Regions from separate parts of the Sus scrofa genome. Here regions 1 and 2 are each linked to region 3. Evidence: chromatin contacts called from public Hi-C and HiChIP or PLAC-seq data. All regions are on one chromosome and are shown on one strand. The core of a region is the stretch at or near the end of the contact, and the rest is flanking DNA. Distances in the headings are between cores, read along the strand shown. Region 1 holds the start of TSC22D2 (TSC22 domain family protein 2). Region 2 holds the start of EIF2A (eukaryotic translation initiation factor 2A). Region 3 holds the start of RNF13 (E3 ubiquitin-protein ligase RNF13).

What was found. A called contact is a pair of places that touch in the nucleus more often than the background predicts. HiChIP or PLAC-seq counts read pairs in DNA pulled down with a chosen protein or histone mark.
Region 1: a contact with region 3 is called in an H3K27ac HiChIP or PLAC-seq map of skeletal muscle. The contact joins the promoter of TSC22D2 here to the promoter of RNF13 in region 3. A contact is called at or near these places in 1 of 47 Hi-C or Micro-C datasets (heart right ventricle) and 2 of 2 datasets of contacts at active chromatin or transcription factors (alveolar macrophages and skeletal muscle).
Region 2: a Hi-C map of skeletal muscle shows a contact between it and region 3, with 3 times the contacts expected there. The contact joins the promoter of EIF2A here to the promoter of RNF13 in region 3. A contact is called at or near these places in 2 of 47 Hi-C or Micro-C datasets (liver and skeletal muscle) and 1 of 2 datasets of contacts at active chromatin or transcription factors (alveolar macrophages).

Annotation. Positions count from the first base shown.
Region 1 is chr13:90,639,125-90,641,824 of Sscrofa11.1, reverse strand. TSC22D2 (TSC22 domain family protein 2) reads right to left here and starts at 1,330. Exons shown (of 3, transcript XM_005652407.3): 1 at 1-1,330. The coding sequence starts at 287.
Region 2 is chr13:90,760,205-90,762,904 of Sscrofa11.1, reverse strand. It overlaps EIF2A (eukaryotic translation initiation factor 2A), which reads right to left and starts at 1,262. Exons shown (of 13, transcript XM_021069601.1): 1 at 1,221-1,262. It overlaps SERP1 (stress associated endoplasmic reticulum protein 1), which reads left to right and starts at 1,505. Exons shown (of 3, transcript NM_001243260.1): 1 at 1,505-1,978; 2 at 2,262-2,337. The coding sequence starts at 1,895.
Region 3 is chr13:90,033,257-90,035,956 of Sscrofa11.1, reverse strand. RNF13 (E3 ubiquitin-protein ligase RNF13) reads right to left here and starts at 1,269. Exons shown (of 9, transcript XM_013980793.2): 1 at 1,109-1,269.

The DNA of each region.
Region 1 (2,700 bases), core at 81-2,580, 610 kb before region 3:
GCCGCCAGCTGCCCGTCCAGGAGGAGGTTGGGGGAGACGGTCCCAGGGGTCTCCGCATCCCCAACATTGTTGAGCGTCTCTTCGGAGGAGCTGCGCTCGCAGACTTCCTCGGGCCCGTAATCCGTGGCCCGAGAAACGTCGAATATCTCGGAGGAGACGTCCTCTGTGCGTGACTCGTCCGGGTCGTCCAGGCTCTCAGTGTCCTCAGTGATGCTAGTGGCCACCTGGGCCGTGGTGACACTGGTTATCTGGAAGCAGCTCTTCTTCTTGGCCGGCATCTTGGACATGGTGAGGAAGGCTGGAGAGCAGAGTGGCACGGCGGCTCCTCTGCGATCTTGCCGGAAACCAGGAAGGGCAGAGCACCGGCCCCCAAAGACAAAGTCCGGGTCCGCACCGGGGTCTGAGGCCCGACGCTGTTACGAGTCACGGGCTGATCTGGGCACCGGCTGCTCGGTGAGACATCCTCCTCCCGTTTCCTTCTCGATGTCGGTTTCTCCGGCTCTGCCCGGGTCTCACTCGCGCGGCGGCTCCTCCTTCCTTCTCGCCTCCCGCAGCCGCGGCGCCTCAATTCAATACCCCCAGTAGCGGCGAGAGCGCGTTTCCAGGGGCGGGCCGGCTGCTTCCTCCTCTTGTCTCCGGGCTGCCGTGGTCAGTCCAGCTCGGCGCTCGGCGCGGTCAGCAGGCCTTGGCTGGGGGTGGGAGTGGGAGGGCGAAGGGGAGGAGGCGGCGGCGGCGGCGGCGGCGTGAGGGGCGGTGCTGCCCCGCTCCGGCTCCTAGAGCCAGTGCCGGCGTCAGCTCCGAGCTCTCGGACGCCGAGGGTGGACGGAGAAAGAGTGGCGAGTCCGGAGCCGGGATTCCTGATTCAGCCAGGCGCCGCGGGCGGGCGGCGGAGCTTCGGCGCGGGCGGGCGGCCCTCCCTCCCCGGCTCTAGCCGGAGCTCAACCCCAGGGACATGTCGACCGTCTCTGGCGGAAACCCGCTCCGGGGGAGGAGAAAGCCGGCTCGGTCCTCCCCTTACACAGGGGGAGCCACCCCCGCAGGCGGGCGGCGGCGGCGGTCTCGGCCTCCCCTCGCGGCTCTTGAGAGAGTGAGGGGCGGCGGCCGGCTAGCCGGCGAGCGGCGGCGCTCCAGCTGTGTGAGGTAGCGGCGGTAGCTTCTTAGGCTTCTCCTCGGTGCGCCCAGTTCGCAGGTCCTGGAGAAACTGAAATTCAAACTGCTGAAGCGACGGCTGCAGCTCCCTCCCCTCGGCCAAGATGGGGCTGAAATGGCCGCGCCAAGGATGCTGGGAGTAGCAGCAGCCCCGCTGCTGCCGCCGCTGCTGCCGACTAAAATGCCGCCGCGCCGCAGCCACCGCCAGCGCCGCAGCCGCCGTTCCGTGACGCACCGGCGTCGTGACGTCACCGCCCCGCCTCCTCCGGTTTCCTGCAGTTTCGCGTGGAGGCTGGGGGGGCAATGGGCGGGGCTAAAGGTTAAGAAAGGGGAGCGGTTTTTTATTTAAAAATTTTTTTTATATTTTGCTCTTTCGGTCTTTAAGAGTTGAACAACTAAAAACTCTAAAATTCCAAGCCTAGAGAAACTTCCAGCCGCGCCAATCGAATGTTTTTATATCAGTTTTTTCCAAGACACTGGAAGACTGGAGATCATGTGCTTACTGTGTCTAATGTTTAGCAAAATCTTAGTGAAACAAGGTGATGGGAATGGGGGTTGGGGTATTTAACTAGAATAAAGAGGGAGGCGGCTGGAGGAACCGAATCACCTAAAAAGTCTTTCCTGAAAATAAATGTTATCTATTATAGTCAGAGGAGTGAAATGTTGAGAGAAATGGGGATGATTAACCAAGAATAGCAAGCCAGACTGAGTCAGAAAAAGGATCTTTCAGCCAGAAATTCTGTCTCAGGCAATGGCATCAGAAGATGGTTACTTGCCCAGGCTGAGGTCAGTTTAAAAAAAGATTAGAGGTTACCAACATATTCCTAATTTTCTTGAGTTTGTTGTGATTCCAGCATCGAAGAGTTCATTTAAACATCTTGAGACTGTTTTTACTTTCAGCATGAAATCAGCTTATGGGCTCCATAAATGTAGAACCTACTGCGTTAAATAGTTGTAGTTCTTTCTTTTGTTTATTCTAAAACTCTTAGTAGGAGCCAGAGTGTTAGATGGTTTGGATTGGGCCATGAACAATCAGAAAACGTTAGAAAGCACCCTTTCCTGTCCAGAAGTAGCTATGAAAGTAGTGGAGAATTTATCACCGTTTAGTTCCTTTCTGGTAGAAGAAAATGGTAAGGGCCATTTTTATAAACAGATAAAAAATGGTGAGGAAGGGGACTCTTGAACTTTGGACATACATCATTTAGGTAAAATCTAAGATGTCTTGATGTAAATCAAAATTTCCTCATGATGACTGACATAAATCAGTTAATCATTGTACTCAGTTCTCTAATTTTTGAAGAATAAAAATACTTTTTATCCCTAAGAATGTTCTGATAATTAAAATTTACAGTTTTTTTTAAGGCCCTCAGTTGTAAATAAAATACAGAGATATGTCATTTACCAGTAGAAACCATGCCCTCCAAACCCAAGTGACTGAAGACAGGATGTGAAATAAGACCACATAATAACATCCCTGTTTCTTAAGGGGGTGGGGGGGGAATAAAGGAACAAAGTGTAACATTATGCTGCTATTGTGGCAGAGATAGCTAA
Region 2 (2,700 bases), core at 13-2,512, 730 kb before region 3:
TTTATGATGCTAGAGAAACAAATTCATTTAATTATGTAATTACACTTTTTAAACAGTATGCGTCTGGCATATTATCTAACAAATTAGTATTTGATAAATGTTCTCTTTTTCTTTTAAGATCGCACCTGCAGCATATGGACGTGCCCAGGCTAGGGGTCCAATGCATCCTCACGGACACTTACATTGGGTTTTAACCCGCTGAGCCACAACAGGAACTCTGTATTTGATGGATGTTTGATGAATGAACTGTGGTAGCCAGATTGTATATGAATGGCCATGGTGTTTAGCAACAAAGATTTCAAAATGTAATGGTAAAAAGTGCAAAAGCTTTTTAAGCTTCCTTTCAAGTCTTGGGGGAAATAACCTCTTTCCTCAAAAGCAGACCACCTTTCTCTCAATTGCTTCTTTTCCCTTCCATACGTTATTAAGTTATTGGTAACTTAATTAAAGCCTTCTTTTCCCTCCCAACTCCTCTCTAAGAAGATGACGCTCATATGAGACTCCCAGCCAATCATTACTCTAATCCAGAGTCATTGCAGACATTGTCCAAGACTAAGTTTATTTTCTTCTCCAACATTATAAACTCTACTTCAGCTTCAAAACCTCAGAAATCCTGTAATATCTGAACGTTGCTACTTTATAATGCTCACTTCCACCACTCCAGACCACAGAAATCCAATGAAAGCCTACACCACCACAGGTCCACTTGCTCTACTCAGTCCTACAAATTTCATAAAGTCAAGGAGTACAGGATTTGGTATTACTTAAATTCAAATATATTTAATGTGTTTAGTTATTCTACTGGACTAAGCCATTTGTTTACTTTTTCCGCCTTATTACAGAGCTAAATGTCTGCACACTGTCAACAAAGCCTGTCGCAACCTGGTAAGCGTACGTGTTACATCAGTACTGCAGACCCAAGGCAATAAATCCCGCTAGCACTCTCTGTTCTTAAGCCCCTTCCTCTATTCCTGTAGACCTTGTAGTGTCAGGGAATAATGATGGATGGGCAATAGGGAGGGGGAATGCTGGAGCCCAGAGGCGGGGGCCTCACTTCCGATTGCCACGCTACACCAAGAAATCCAAAAGGCCCTCCAGCTCTTCTACAACCAATAAGAAAAGGTAAATCTAACTCAGAGGCTCCTTGGGTAGTCCCAGAGGGAAAAGACACAAAAAAATACTGCTCTGAAGAAGCACTCCCTTGGTTGCTCGGAACTCACCTGTCAGGAGCGGCGCGGACGGCGCCATCTTGTCCCGGGAAGAGAAACTCTTACGCCTGGGTCAGAGTTCACGAGGGCCGAACCCGGCCCCAACACGTCTCCTCCGGCGTGCAGACTACGAACTGGTGTTTCCGGGGCCACCGGCCTCGGGGCTAACTCGCTTCCGGTTGGAGAGCTTGAACGGGCACTGGCGGCTCTGGGGCTACCCTCTACGGAGCGTGAGGGGGCGGGGCTAGAGCCGGTGCGTCGGTCTTCACCCCTCCCTCTCCGTCTTCCTCGGCAGGCGGAGCCCGCCCAGTGCTGACGTTGGCAGCCGAACCCGAAGTAGTTCGAGCCGACGGGCTGCGCTGTCCGGTTGTTGCGTTGCATTTCCTTCCTCTCTCGCTCCACGCTCCAGCAGCGGCCAGAGCAGCGGCGCGAGAATATCCCGGCGGCCTGCTCTCCTCCTTCGGCGCGCCCTCTCGCTCGGCCAGCGTCGTCAGTCAGTCGTCAGTCAGTCGGTGGCCCGCGCCCGGCTAGCGCTCAGGCCCAGCGGCCAGAGCTAGCGCCCAGCCTGAGAGCCAACTCGCTCCGGCGGCGCGGGCACCGGGAGTGGAGTGTGGGTCTCGGGGGCCCTAGGGCAGGCGAGCGAGCGAGGCCGAGGGGTGACCGGGGCAGGTCGTGGCGCCGCGAAGATGGTCGCCAAGCAGCGGATCCGTATGGCTAACGAGAAGCACAGCAAGAACATCACCCAGCGCGGCAACGTCGCCAAGACCTCGGTAAGGGAAGAGCGGGCGCCCCTCTCTGTTCCGCCAAGGCCCGGGGCTCCAGGGCCGCGTCGAGCTCTCCTCCCAGACCCGGCCGACTCAGGGGCTGGAGGCCACGAGTTGGACGCTAAGTTGGGAACTCTGGGAGGTGGGTGCCGGAGCTGGGCGGCTCGGGATCGCAGGGAGACCTGTCGGGTGCGGGGACCCAGCGACCTGGCTCGGGGTGCAGGCGGTGGGATACCAGGGTCAGAGTGGGTTTTTTTGCATTGGAAACCGTGGATTTGCCTTTTTGCAGAGAAATGCTCCCGAAGAGAAGGCGTCTGTAGGACCCTGGTTATTGGCTCTCTTCATTTTTGTTGTTTGTGGTTCCGGTAAGTGTTTTGTAGCCACCATCGGGTAGGGTGTTGGATGACGGGTTCGAGATGACGTGGTGACCATCAGTGGTGAATCCTGCCGCGGAGTCTCAACCCACCTGCTGGGAGCCCCGCATAATTCTGTTTCATCTGAATCGAATTACTTGTCCCACATATGCACAGAGGGTGGTGCTCTAGAAACTTCTCCCCGCTTGATTTGCGTTCACAGAAGAGTAGAAAAGGAGGTCAGGTCCTTAGTAACGATCTAGTTGAAAGAAATGTAGACCAAAACAAGAAACAAAAACACCTCCCAGAATAAGAATTTAGAATGTTTTGCAACCTTTGTTGCAAAAGAGAAACTTAGGAACTTCATGTACATGT
Region 3 (2,700 bases), core at 20-2,519:
CCCATGGGCCCTACACTGCACTTCTTACCTCCTGTTTAAAGCTCTTTTAAACTGCTACCACAATTCAGTTTTATTACTCTGAGGTAGAGCTAATCTCCTCGATCCATTAAAATTTGTCCTTAAAAAGATGAAATTGTTGAAAAGTCCTTCCTTAAACCTTGAACTGATATTTCTCTAACAAGAACTCTTTAGCGGCACACCCATCTTATTTATTTATATTGTATCCAAAACTGCAGATGTTCTCCTTGGAGAACAACACATCATTGTTGAAAGGAATGCATTAGTTTTCACTGTTCCTGCTGCATCACTGACATAATAGTTAACCATCAGGCAAGACTGGAGCAAAACCAAAGGACCTGAGCAACTACTCAAGGTGCTGAAGCTACAACCGAAACAACAGTTTTGGAACTATTGACAGATTAGGACAAAGTAGAGAAATCTACCAAAAGCTGGCAGAAAACACTCAGTGGCTGCCACCAAATACGTGTAAGTGCTTCTGGGATCGCCTGGCTTCGTTGTCTGCCCACTCCCCCTCTGGGACAGAGTTCTTTCATCAGTACGGGTCAACTCAATAAGCGCCCTGGCAGAGCTGCCAACTTTAAGGGGGCGATCCCTAGCAGAGTCACGTCCCACCTCCAATTTAGCTTCCGGGGTGGGGGTGGGGGGAAGGTTTAAAAGAACAGAGGCGAGTGCCCTCTTTTTTGTGTCAAAGACTAAAGAGTTCCCACAATTAAAGTCAAGTGACTTTGCCCAGGGACTCTGCAGCAAGTGCTGGACCAGGAAAAGCCTTCCGGACATCTTCCCAGACTCCAGCCACCTTACGAGAGGAATGTAAAAAGCAAAACGGATAACATAACAACTTTGGATACACACAAACTCACAGGATGGTAATGCGAGGGGGACTCGACCCTTCAGGGGAAGCCCTTTTTATTTTACCTTTTGCAAAACACCTAATTTCCTCCGTGCCCAGTCTGGGGAAGAGCAGCAAAGAGCTCAACGGTGGGGCCGCCTCGGAGTTCCAGGGCTGGTAAGGGGGGTGTGTTCTCCCCGCCAGGCCCCGCGAAAGACAACCCGCCACCCGGCATCCACGACACGGGAGTGCTCTTACCTGGAAGCCTGACCTCGCAACACAAATAGGCTCCCCTGCCGCCTTGCTGCGGGAGAAGTCCCCTAACCTGACTTCATGCCTGAATCTCCGCACCGACCGCCACAGCCTAGAGTCGGAGCGCGGACGACAACACCAAGGCGAGGCGGAAGTCCCGCCCCCCAACCCTCATTGGTCTTCACTCGAAGATAGAAGGAAGCCATTGGGCCACAGAGCTGCTCGCTAAGGCTCCTTCCCACTCTCACGCTGGGTCTCGCTCCGTCTCGCTCCAGTCCGGCTCGGAGAGACACCCAGCTTGCAGAGTCGCGTTCTTGGCCTCGTGATCCGCCCGCTCTGGAAGGGCAGGGTGGGGCGGGCTTCTGGAACAGGGATGAAGGGTCCACTTTTGGCGGGGAAAGGGGTAGGGATGGCCAAGGGGATAGGCTCTGGAATCCTGCCCTGTTCCTCCAGGAGTGGAGGCCGCGAGGTCAGGTGGGGAATGAACCTAGTGGCCAGGGCTGGCCAGCCTAGTCTGTTTGGGCTTTGGGGCCAAAGCAGACCGAGACCCAGCTGGCAGGCTGCCCCTGGGCGGGCCTTGGCTCTGGAGCGGACGCGCCGCCTTCCTGCACCACACTTAACGACCGCGGAAGAGGCTAGGATGAGGCGTCATTCCCCTCTGCAACATGCCCCGGTTGAGACTGGTAGATATGGGACCAAAGTCAATGCTTTAGTGTTTAAATAGCGTTGTTAAGAGGTGCGAGCAACTGGAGGACTAAACCGTAGTCCCCGGGTGCATGAGTAGGAGCCGTGCTGACGTCAGCGCTCGGCCTGGCACGCGATACCCCGAGACTCAGCAAAAGTTAAACCCTGTGATTTTTAACCTTCGTCAGCCTTTAAAAACCCTTATCTCTTTTAAAGAACCAAAAAAACTCCACCCCTCCGCCCTCTGGTAAACCTTCCGAGCCCTGGGTATTCCAATTGAAATTTCAATTACCCGAATTGGAACATCCACACTAATTAACCATTTGCTAACTAGCCACTTTAAAGAAGCAATGTGGGTTACTGCAAAGATTGCAGTCATGAACTAGAGTGCCAGGAAACCTAGATTCTGGCCCTGCTCTGCTTCAAAATAAGGCCCCTTTAAAAGTCCATTACAGGCTTTACAAACTTCAACCTCATCTTCTAAACAAAGGAGGGGTGAGAGGGAGTGATTCCTTAGAACACCTGTTTAACGTCCTTGGCTGTAACTAGTAACCTTAATTTCTCCGGGGAGACCTGAGAAATAGGAAGACTCCCTATTATGTATCCTTTTGTGCCTTTCAAATTTTGAACTTTGTGAATAAACCCTACTCAAAATTTAAATACAAAAAATTGTCCCTTCATGGCTCAGCAATTAAGGAATCCGACTGGGATTCATGAGGATGCGGATTCAATCCCTGGTCTCGCTCAGCGGGCAAAGGATCTTGCTTTGTGGTGAGCTGTGGTGTAGGTCACAGACGGGCTGGGATCTCCTGTTGCTGTGGCTGTGGTGTAGGGCTGCAGCTGTAGCTCCAATTCCACCCCTAGCCTGGGAACTTCCATATGCCTCGGGTGCAGCCCTAAAAAGAAAAAAAAAA